2 separate regions of the Mus musculus genome follow, and region 2 is linked to region 1. A link is a contact called in public HiCAR-type data. All regions are on one chromosome and are shown on one strand. Each heading gives the region's core, a stretch centred on a gene start, on an enhancer-like site or on the middle of the called end of the contact. The rest is flanking DNA. Distances are from core to core; before and after follow the strand shown. Region 1 has its middle 58 kb from the start of Gm34029. Region 2 has its middle 3.5 kb from the start of Gm42121.

Evidence for each region. HiCAR-type assays count read pairs that join an accessible place to other places.
Region 2: a contact with region 1 is called in a HiCAR-type map of fibro-adipogenic progenitors, with 5 times the contacts expected there. The contact joins two enhancer-like sites.

What each region holds. Positions count from the first base shown.
Region 1 is chr5:97,691,778-97,696,868 of GRCm38.p6, reverse strand. No RefSeq gene overlaps it. Among named protein-coding and RNA genes, the nearest start is that of Gm34029, 58 kb to the right of the region's middle. Within about 2 kb of position 3,113, at least 34 of the 459 cell types and tissues checked have an H3K27ac peak or open chromatin away from gene starts, as enhancers often do. A contact at or near this core is called in fibro-adipogenic progenitors, where this site is marked.
Region 2 is chr5:98,139,994-98,145,084 of GRCm38.p6, reverse strand. No RefSeq gene overlaps it. Among named protein-coding and RNA genes, the nearest start is that of Gm42121, 3.5 kb to the right of the region's middle. Within about 2 kb of position 2,589, at least 2 of the 459 cell types and tissues checked have an H3K27ac peak or open chromatin away from gene starts, as enhancers often do. A contact at or near this core is called in fibro-adipogenic progenitors, where this site is marked.

The sequences.
Region 1 (5,091 bases), core at 1,864-4,363:
TGAGAACAATGTACACGGCATACAATGAGGTTAGGAACAAAGAAGAGGGGGAGATGAGGACCAGACCATCTGCTGCGGCTTCCATGGAAAGGGATGGGTGAGGATGGTTAATAGGTTTAGGTGATAAACAACTTTAAATAATATCAGCTAGCCCTGGGACATGGCTCTATATCTTATGAAAGTCCTGGCCCCAGTAGGAGTGGAGTATTAAAATAGCCGAAGTACTGAGTACTAAAGACCTGAGAGAGGAAGTAGCTGTGACTGGCTCTGCACAGGTTTGCTATGTCTAACGAGAGGCTGCGTTTGTTTACTGTATCTGCTAATGATCCCAAGAAGGGCAGCCAGCTAGCAGATCATCAAGAACAAAGAGTAACAAGACTGGGATTCATTCCTGAAGTTAGCCAGCCTGTGCAGGATCATGTGGTAGTGAGTTTATGACAATGGAAACATAACTTGTTTGGCTTTATATATTGGCTTCAGAGAAAAACTCCCCAGTCTCCCTTGATTTGTCTGATAACTGCTTTACCACAGAGGGAAATAATATAATGACGTCTAACATTCATTATGGCCAACCATAGTCACTTCCTGACGTTATGCAGGGAGGGAAGAAAAGAAAGAGGAAAGCTGAGTGGAACCACAGGTGTCCAAAGCCCTGTGGACCATGATGACAGGCCCGTTTACTGTTCTGATAGCAGAGACACAGTAGTATAAAAGCACCAAATGGTTAGTGTGTGTGTGTGTGTGTGTGTGTGTGTGTGTGCGTGCGTGCGTGCGTGCGTGCGTGCGTGCGTGCGTGCGTGCGTGTGTGTGTGTGTGTGTGTGTGTGTGTGTGTATTTTCCTTTGTTGGATGACAGGGTATTTGGAGAAAGATTCCTTTTCTTCTGATTACTAGAATCGTAAACAGCTGGTGGTCAGAATTTGAGACAGAGGGTACCCTGAGTCTATAATCTGGCATTTAGGTGTCCTGCTATGTCTAGCTCCTTCACTGGGCTAGTTTATTAGTTATTGCTCTGACGATAATGTACAAAGATAGTATTGCCTTTAGTAATGCTCAAAAGTAATTCCAATCTTTAACTATCCAACATGAGAAAATTTGATAATTTTTTATCTGTTAATGCTTCTGCCTCTTATTTCATACATTTCCTTAAGGATATGAGATTTTCATCTTCAATTTTTATTCCTCTTCACTTAAAACTATACAGAGTTTAATCTTTCTATAAAAAATGCTTCTGAAGAACAAGCAACCCAGACATATGTCATTAAAAATCAAGAAAGTGCATAAGATTGTTATGGCCTATTTCTGAATTGTCCCCCATGAAAGATGTTCATGTTTCCAGAACTTGGTCTCTGGTGTTTTTTGTTTTGTGGGGCAGATCCTGGCAGGACTATAAGGAAAAATATGGAACAGAAAAATAGAAAATTAAAATTATCTATTACCTTTGCATATGAATGTATTATCTTTATAGCATAATTTTTAGTTATTAATTTGTATGTATGAATATGTATATGTGTCAGGGTAGGGTATGTGTGTGTTGTGGCATGTGTGTGGAGATCTGAAGAAAACTTTCTGGGTTCTGGGGATGGAGCGCTGGTTTGCAAGGTGAGCGACCTCACCTGCTGGGACATCTTGCCAGCAATTGTCCATGAATTATTTTCCATTTTATTTCTGTGTCATTATCTTAAACATATAAATTTAATAGGAAAAATATATAGTTTCTATTTCATTTTACACAGCGTTACGATCATTTGCAAAGCTGTCACATACTCATTCATGTGATGTAATTAACATCATCTTAAAGTCTTTCAGATTAATACAAGAATAATTGAGCACTTGAGAATATGTAGCTCTGAAGTAGAGGTCCCATGATCAGAAGTTACATTAAGGAGGAACAACTTAAAAACCTCTAAATACAATCAAAGAACTTTCTTCAAGACATAGATGTGCTTGCCTTAGAAACTTAGATACAGTAACATTAAATCTCTCTCTCTTGCAAGAATGAACCAATCCTCAAAAAACAGACCAAAGCTCGCTTTGTATTGCGATATTTCAACTCATTATAATCTCCTATTCCTTGTTGCCTCCTACTAACTTAACTGCCTTAAGAGACTTACAGAAGACTCGAGCTGGGTACAAGGTTGAATCAATTGCCACTAGAGCCACATCTAATTACTAAGAAGGTACTAGGGACAAGTTGATGATGACAGGAAAGAAGAGAAACTAGGCGTTTCATTGGAGATACCGGAGATGAAGGAAATGAAACAATACTTTAAAATATGCATCTGGTTAAGTGGGAAAGAAGAAGATTGCCACTGATTGAATAGGAAAAGTGACAAATTGATTTTTTTTTTATCTTAAATATTTTTCCCCCAAATCCTCTTTTGCCTGGAGGTAAGTAAAAGTATAAAGTATTGCTATATATAGGGGCGCAGTATTGTTCCCTGAATGAGAATGGTACCTAAACAACACATCAAGACACTTGGCCCTTTACAAGGGCAGTCATCAATTCATTCATGGTTACAGATCTACTCTACTCCTTAATGATTTGCACTGAGTACTGTGTGCTAAATATTGAAGTGAGTGACTTCATCCGTAAGTAAATACACATGAGACCCTGTTCCAGGAGGGACTATTCAAAGGTTTAGAATGTTAGCTTAACGAACTGGATGATGACTTTAAACACTGAAGGAGAATTTGTGTATGAAGGATTTGGTTTCCCTCAGATGATCCCCCATAGTAGAAATTTAACAAAGTAAACACTATATTTGAAAAGTTGAGGATAAACACAATCAAGACTCCTATAAAAGTTGGAGTTTTCAAAAGTTAGAAAAAAAGTCTCTCTGGAAAATGCCAAACTCTCTTTCACCAGATGTAAGTATATGGTGGACAAGCTGGAAAATGACTTAGAGTGGACCCCAAATTGAGTAAACACCCGCTAAATCCATCCCTACTTTTACAGCCGCGGGATTCTACACAGTGGGATATTATGCAAATGATTCCACAGACTCTTACAACTGATCTCCAGAACTAGCAAACTCAGAAACTACTTGTTTCCAGAGCCAAGAATGTTGAGTGGAATCCTCCACTTCCTCCTCAGCTCTCCCCTGGGTACCAAACTGCAGGGGAGTGAGAGACTGTGCTCTCTTGATAGATGAGCTGGAGAATCCTTCACAGCTGTGTTGTGGAAATATTCTCCACTTCCCTCACGATAACATTGAGTCATAAAAGGAGAAAATGAACATTTATTTGCCAACTCCACCTGTCTGCTGGGCCCACCATATCTATATTAGCATCAAGGGAGCTTGCCTATACTGCTGAAAATTTCATCAAGAGGAGCGACGCAACTGCCATTTCCCTTAAGTTGTGGTTAGTGCTGGTTTCTCTTCTCATCAGAAGCCAGAAGACAGGAACTGAGCCTTGGATGGCTCAGTTGTCATCGCTAACATTAAGGGAAATGGTTGGAACCGGAAACCTCAGAACATTTCGAGCTTTTTAATCCGAAAAATTCAGAGCTAGATTGAAAATTCCTTTTGTTCTAAATCCAGTCTGGATCCATAAAAGTCTTCTCACTGGAAAAGAAGAAAGAAAATGCATTTCCTTTTGTCTTTTAGATCCAGAAGAGGTCAAATAAAAGGGGGGAATGGGTAAGACTAAAAAGAAACCGAAATTTAAAAATTGCAACATTCTAGAATTTATTCTTTTTTTTTCCTCTTAAAGTTTGTCAGTTCTCTCTTTATAAAACCACTGTAATAACAACCTTTCCATCATCATAGAGATTCATGTGAGAGTTAAGAGTGGCGTTTTCATTCTATGCTAATAACTAACACAAATTGATGTTTCTGTTTTCTTTATAGTAATATTTGCTTTTGTTTTTCGTTTTGTTTTTTTGGTTTTTGAGACAGGGTTTTTCTGTGTAGCCCTGGCTGTCCTGGAACTCACTCTGTACTCTGTAGACCAGGCTGGCCTCGAACTCAGAAATCCACCTGCCTCTGCCTCCCAAGTGCTGGGATTAAAGGAGTTTATATTTGCAGGTAATTGATCTGCCTCCTTAAGACTTTTAAGTCTTTTTTAAGATATTTGTTAGGCAGAGTCCTAAATCTAAAACATGCCATGCCTCCTCTGACTTGTACTCTAAAGTTCAAGCTTAGAGATGACCTGGTAGGATAATGTGTATATTGCTCTCTATTTAAGAGTAATACAACTATCACACCAGTACAATCATTAACAAAAGCACAACGGGTTCCTTGGATCACAGATGCAAAATAGGCCTGGCACCCACACCTACCACACTCACCATCGGTTAGTAACTGTGCATTGCTGACTCCTTCAATCACTCTGGCTCCTTCACAGTGTAATCAAAGTGTCAAGCATGCTTTTTTTTTCCCCAATTAACTTTCTAGTCTTCTGCTTATATAAAATACCCTCAAATTAACATGTCAGAAAGAATATAGATAAATTATCTACAATCAAAAGAATAGAAAAATTCATTTCTTCTATATGACCCATGACCTTGGCATCATATCATATCAATGCCCCAAACCTATTAACATTTGGGACATTGGAAACTAGTGGACTTCTCCTCTAGGTCTTGCTGATGTCCACAGCCCATGACAATTCATGTTTTCTTTACTTTTTCTGTTAAGATTTCCCTCTTGTCTCCCCATCTTGTCTCAGATGAACAACATGATTTCTAGCCCATGTTGGCAATCTTCTTCTGCCCTTACCTGGTCACTGTCCTGCCTGTGATGTCACATAGCAATGATACTGAACAAGAAAGAAACAACAATGACCAGCTGACTTCAGCAGCTACTGAGTGCTTTGTAAGTCTAAATTATTTGACTTGTGTAATGTCAGGATAAACATCCTGTGTAAACTCAGGATAAAGAAATGACAAATCTGGTTTTCTCTTTTTCAGTGCTAATATTAGAAACTATGCATTACTTTCCTGGAGTAACCTTGGAACTCCCAATGTGGGGAAATTTCATTTCTTTCGAATTCAAATAAAAAATTCTAATGCTGGAGGCAGAGGCAGGAGGATTTCTGAGTTTGAGGCCAATCTGGTCTACAGAGTGAGTTTCAGGACAGCCAGGGC
Region 2 (5,091 bases), core at 1,340-3,839, 450 kb before region 1:
GCAAGAACACAATAGTAGGAGTGTTGCTAAAGTCATCACATGTGTTACCTACAGAACTCGGAGAGGTCAGTAGGTCTGGAAGACTGCTCTTGTACCAACTCTTGTAATACTGGAAAATGTTATGTAGACTCTATGTATCTGACTATGGGAGTAATGTCTGGTGCAGGAAGATATGCCCAATGCTGCAATGATGCTCTAATATCTCAGGAGTAACACAAAGATTGACTGATTGTACTTAGTGACTCTCAATAGGAAAAAATGCATGCTTGGTACTGTGAACCTAGCCAAGAACTGGTGAGTAGAAAAGTCATAGATGCAATAGGAGAATCTGAAACCGTCACTCTCAGGAGGCAATATGGCATCCACCTGCCTTCTAAGTGTTCAGCCTAATATGCATAGATTAGCGGGCATCCTCACATCTGGTTCATAAGTGTCTTTTTGCAGGGAATGGAGGCTATTATAGAGAACCACACCTGGGCAAGGTACAGAGAATAAGTGAGGGTGTTGTATCCAACCCTAAATGGGACATCATAACACAATTATGATAACTAAGGATCAGGGGTCATCATAGAAGAAGATTGTAAGAGCTGGCATACCAGGGGAACCACAGAGTGTCAGTTTTCTTTAGGGTTGAACTCAGATGCTCCAGTGGTTAGCCCCACATCTATGAGCTAACTAATTGGGCTCAATAGGTTTTATGTATATAATAATAATAATGATAAAATAATAGAAAACATTCATTTTACTAGAGGAGCTTGAGGAGACACAGAGGAGTTGGAGGGAGGAAGGGGTGTATATCATTAAGATGCATTGTAGTTATATGTATGAAAAATCTCAAAAAAATTCAGAGAGATTTTGTTGTAAACACAGAAAAGCTAATTCTTGGACTGGGAATATATTTGCTGGGGTAGAATGTTTGCTTATTCAGTCCATGCTACTAAAAATAGAGTTATACCTTTTTTTTTTTAATCAAAAAGCAAAATATCTTGAATAGTTAAGAAAAACTGAAAGAAAATCAAGTTGGCTGTAAGCAGCATCTGACTTTGGCTACGGTGTTTAAGCGGTGACACTGGCAAAGGTGTTCGTTAGTCCTTCAGTCCAGAGAGATCTTGGAACAGAATAATTAATTAAAAATAGATTCACATACTTATACACATAAATGCATAAAATAGGTAAGTGGGAGTTTGAAAAAATATATTTATTATTTATGTATGTGCTCTTGTAAGAGTATGTGTTTACCAAGAATATACAGGTGCCCACAGAGGCCAAAAGAAGATCTTGGATCCCCTGGAATTGTTGGGAGCTGCATGATGTGGGTGCTGGGAATTGAACCTGGGTCTTCAAAACCAGCAAGTGCTCACAATCATGGAGCTGCCTCTCCATCCCAAAAGTTCTTTTGGATAACTGTTGTCAGAACAATTAGACATGCATATGCAAACAATAAAACAAGGTAGTAAACTTTATATCTTATATCAATATTAACTAAAAAAAACAAAACAAAACCCATAAATTAAATGGAAAGCCTAAATCTAGAGTGTTTGGAAGAACCCACAGGTGTATGACCTGGAATTAGATATGATATCGAAATGTTGTTAGACATAATATCAAAATAACAAATCATAAAAAACAACAAATTGAATTTAATAACAAATTAGTACAGTTTCTCTCTGTGACGGACATGATTACTGCAATGAGAACAGCCCACGTAAGACATGAATGAATAATTTGAACAGATACCTCTCAGTGAGGATGGGGACGACAGTCAAGGATTGGAGGCTTTATTGTGGTTTCCTTAATGAAATTCTCAGACTTGCTAGAACGCAGTGGAAGCTCTGAGAGCTGATGAGGCTGCCTGGGATCGGGGACTCACAGTCACTGAGCATGGTCTGTGAAGAACCTCAACTATTTGGAGGTAGTTTGGCACACTTCTTAAAGAGCATATGTCCCCAGAAGTCCTATGTGTTAGGTGTTTACTTTGGAGAACTGAAACACATTCACAATATCTTATCCGCTGACCCTCACAATGGTATTCATAATTGCCCAAACTGATAGCAACTGAAATATCCTCAGAGGGGGAGACATTCAACTCATTCATGTAGGAGAACGCTGTTTACCAAGAAAGACAGATTTATTAGAGTGGTATAGATGGATCTCAAAAGCATCAAGCTGAGGAAGACATCCTGAAGAAGTTGTGCAGGGCTGCTTTCATTTGCATGATGTTGCTGAAGAGACAGTACCATTGCCCTAGAAAGGGGAGGGATGCTGTGACAAATACCTAAAAATCCTATTCCATCCTCCTGTCTGTAGAGAGGTAGAAGTACTTAAGAGCTGACCAAGGAAAAGGTATGACTGAGAGATAGCAGGAGCACACGCAGCCATGGCCGGGCTCAGGATAGAGTCTCATATTACAGGAAGTCCCTCACTCTGTGACTAGAGGTTTCCATGTGCCCCCTCAGAAGGGGAGCACACGTTGAGATGTTCTTTACCAGCTTAGCAGAGATTTTCGAGCAGACAGTCCTAGAAGCTACCAGCAACTTCCAGTCTTCATGGTTTCAGACCTTCTTTTATCCTCAGCTAGCAATGAGTCTATCGGTGCTGCAGATAATTTCATGGGATTATGCAAAGGAGACAGTTTCCAAGGAGCCAATGGTCTGCCTCTTTGGGTTCTTCTTAAAAACAACTGAATATGTGAATGTCTGAATTTGATGCTGCCAGGCTTTTTAGTTAATGGGAAAGTAAACAACCTGGGAGCTAATACAGTGAGGTCGCTTCTGACTTATTTATATGACAAATTAGGCAATTAGTAGAGGCTGCAAGAAATTTAAATACATAGCAGAAAAGCCTGTTGCTTTAAAGGGACCAAGTAGAGATACAGGTGCCAAGGGATGGTCTGAAAAGAACTCAGACTGGAATGGGGAGAATGTTGAAGACGGAATGGATTTATACACTTGGGATAATTGTTATGTGCAGCAGTAAACTTGGCTGATTTATGTTCTAAGCTAATGGGGAGAACAGGAAGTGATGTCATTGTCTCCAGGGAGGCATGGAAGGCGTGGTCCTCTTCCTCCTTTCCTTCTCTCATTCCTGTACTGTAGGAAAGCCAGAATTTAATGAACAAACTCTCAGCAAAAATGAAATCATTTTTACTTGGTGGTTTGAGAGACTCTTGCCTATTCCAGACTGCAAAGTGTCCTAAGATGAACAAATTCATAATCAGGTGAGTGTTCAGCTGAAAAAAAAAAAACTTTTACTCAAACAATTAAGTTTTTGAGTTAAAGAACTACTCAGTGGTCTGGATAGATACCTGGAACAGAGATGTGGTGATCCAGAAGAGCTCTGTGAAGAATTCTCTTGTCTAATGTTATATACCCCAGTGTCGTATGTGTCATATGTGTCATATGTGTCATATGTGGGAGAGGCAAGAGAGTCATGATAATACTGTTTCATCATGGAGACCAGTGGTTTGAACTCCAAAGGATAAGGACCAAAATGAGAGGATGAGATTGAAACTTCAGAATTACTGTCCATGCAGTTTCTGAGAGAGAAGAGGAAGAGAGATTCCAATGTGAACCCTTGCAGGTAGGACAGGCTTATGCAGTGTCACATTCTCGGCTGGCATGAGATAAAGCACAGAATCTTTTTCACGGACAAACTCGTGGGATTCCTGCTGACACCTTTCAAGCTTACTTAGATCCCTTCATCCCCTTCAATTTCTCTTCTGGAATGGAATTATCACCTTTGTCTACATCCAACATCTCCATCTCTTTCACCATTGAAATCAGAAAAATACGTTTATCTTCTAGTAATTGTATCTATGTAAAGGAAACAATTTTGTCTTAGAATGGATCACCACTAGCGTCTAACACATACCTAGCCCACATAATAAACTTAAGTATTTCTCAAATGATGTTATTTGTTTAAAGCTTTGTACCTAGAAATTGCCATCATAATAGCTTGAGACTTAGAGGGTGTGAGGGAGATAGAAATATAATTTTACGGGTGTGGCAGATGAGACTGGGTGGACAGCAGAGGGTGGGCTGAAGTGAGTTGAACAGGGTTAAAAAATACGCTATATTCCTGTTCCCAGAAATGGAAGTCATATAACAGAGTTTTTTTTTTTTGAAAAAAAAATTGTCTTGGCTGACATAAGCATCTCAGATGATCTTGACATGAAATGCATGAATTGCCAAAGCCAACAAGATGCATCCTAAAAACGACACAGGAGAATGGTGCACACAAAAAAGAGAATAACTTCACTGACAGATGAAGGTGGAAACTGGATTCCCCACAGCAAGGTGGAATGCTTTTCTGGAACTTTTCAGGAGATCTTTGTGTTGAGGGGTTCAGAGTGTGACAAAATCCTACATGCTGTTACTTTAAGCTCTAACTTGTAGGATCATTTGCTAGGGTGGCTTTCAAAAGCAAACATGTCTTTCTTGCTATAGATGTCGCATCCCAAACTGGAGGTTTACACTAGCACCTGCTACAGTTGGTTTCTTGTGTAGACTTGACAGCTTGAGGCTCCTGATTTTGGAGTGACTGAAGTGTAGAAAATACAGCTCCAAGTTTATCAAAACTCTGTAACTCCCATGAGTAACGTTTTAGGAAAGAGCTAAGGTTGTATATCAAGCATGCTTCTGCACCATACTGGACAGTTCCTCTGCAAACATGTCTTGCTATGAATCTCTTTTCAGTCTGTAGTGAGGTTATTCTACACTGTAACATGGTTACGGTGTACAGAGGACACAAGGAGAAGAGAGCAACCTTTCTGCCTGACTTTCTTATCTGTGAAATGGGAAAGCACTTATGTCTTGCTTGTGTAATTATTTCTGAGACAGCGTATGAATGGGCCTTTTAAAGCTCTAAAGTATTATACCAGGATATAATACCTAAAACTAATGACTTTGTTAAGTGATTTAAAGCTAAACTATTCCAACATACATGCTTTACAGAAACGTATTTTCCCTGCTCCATTATTCCATGCATCTTCTGATTTGTGCTTTCGACCACAGAGGCAGTGATTCTGATACCTTGTAATGGTCCACACTTTTGAACTACATGATCATTTCAGTCACGCACATTTCGGCTGGA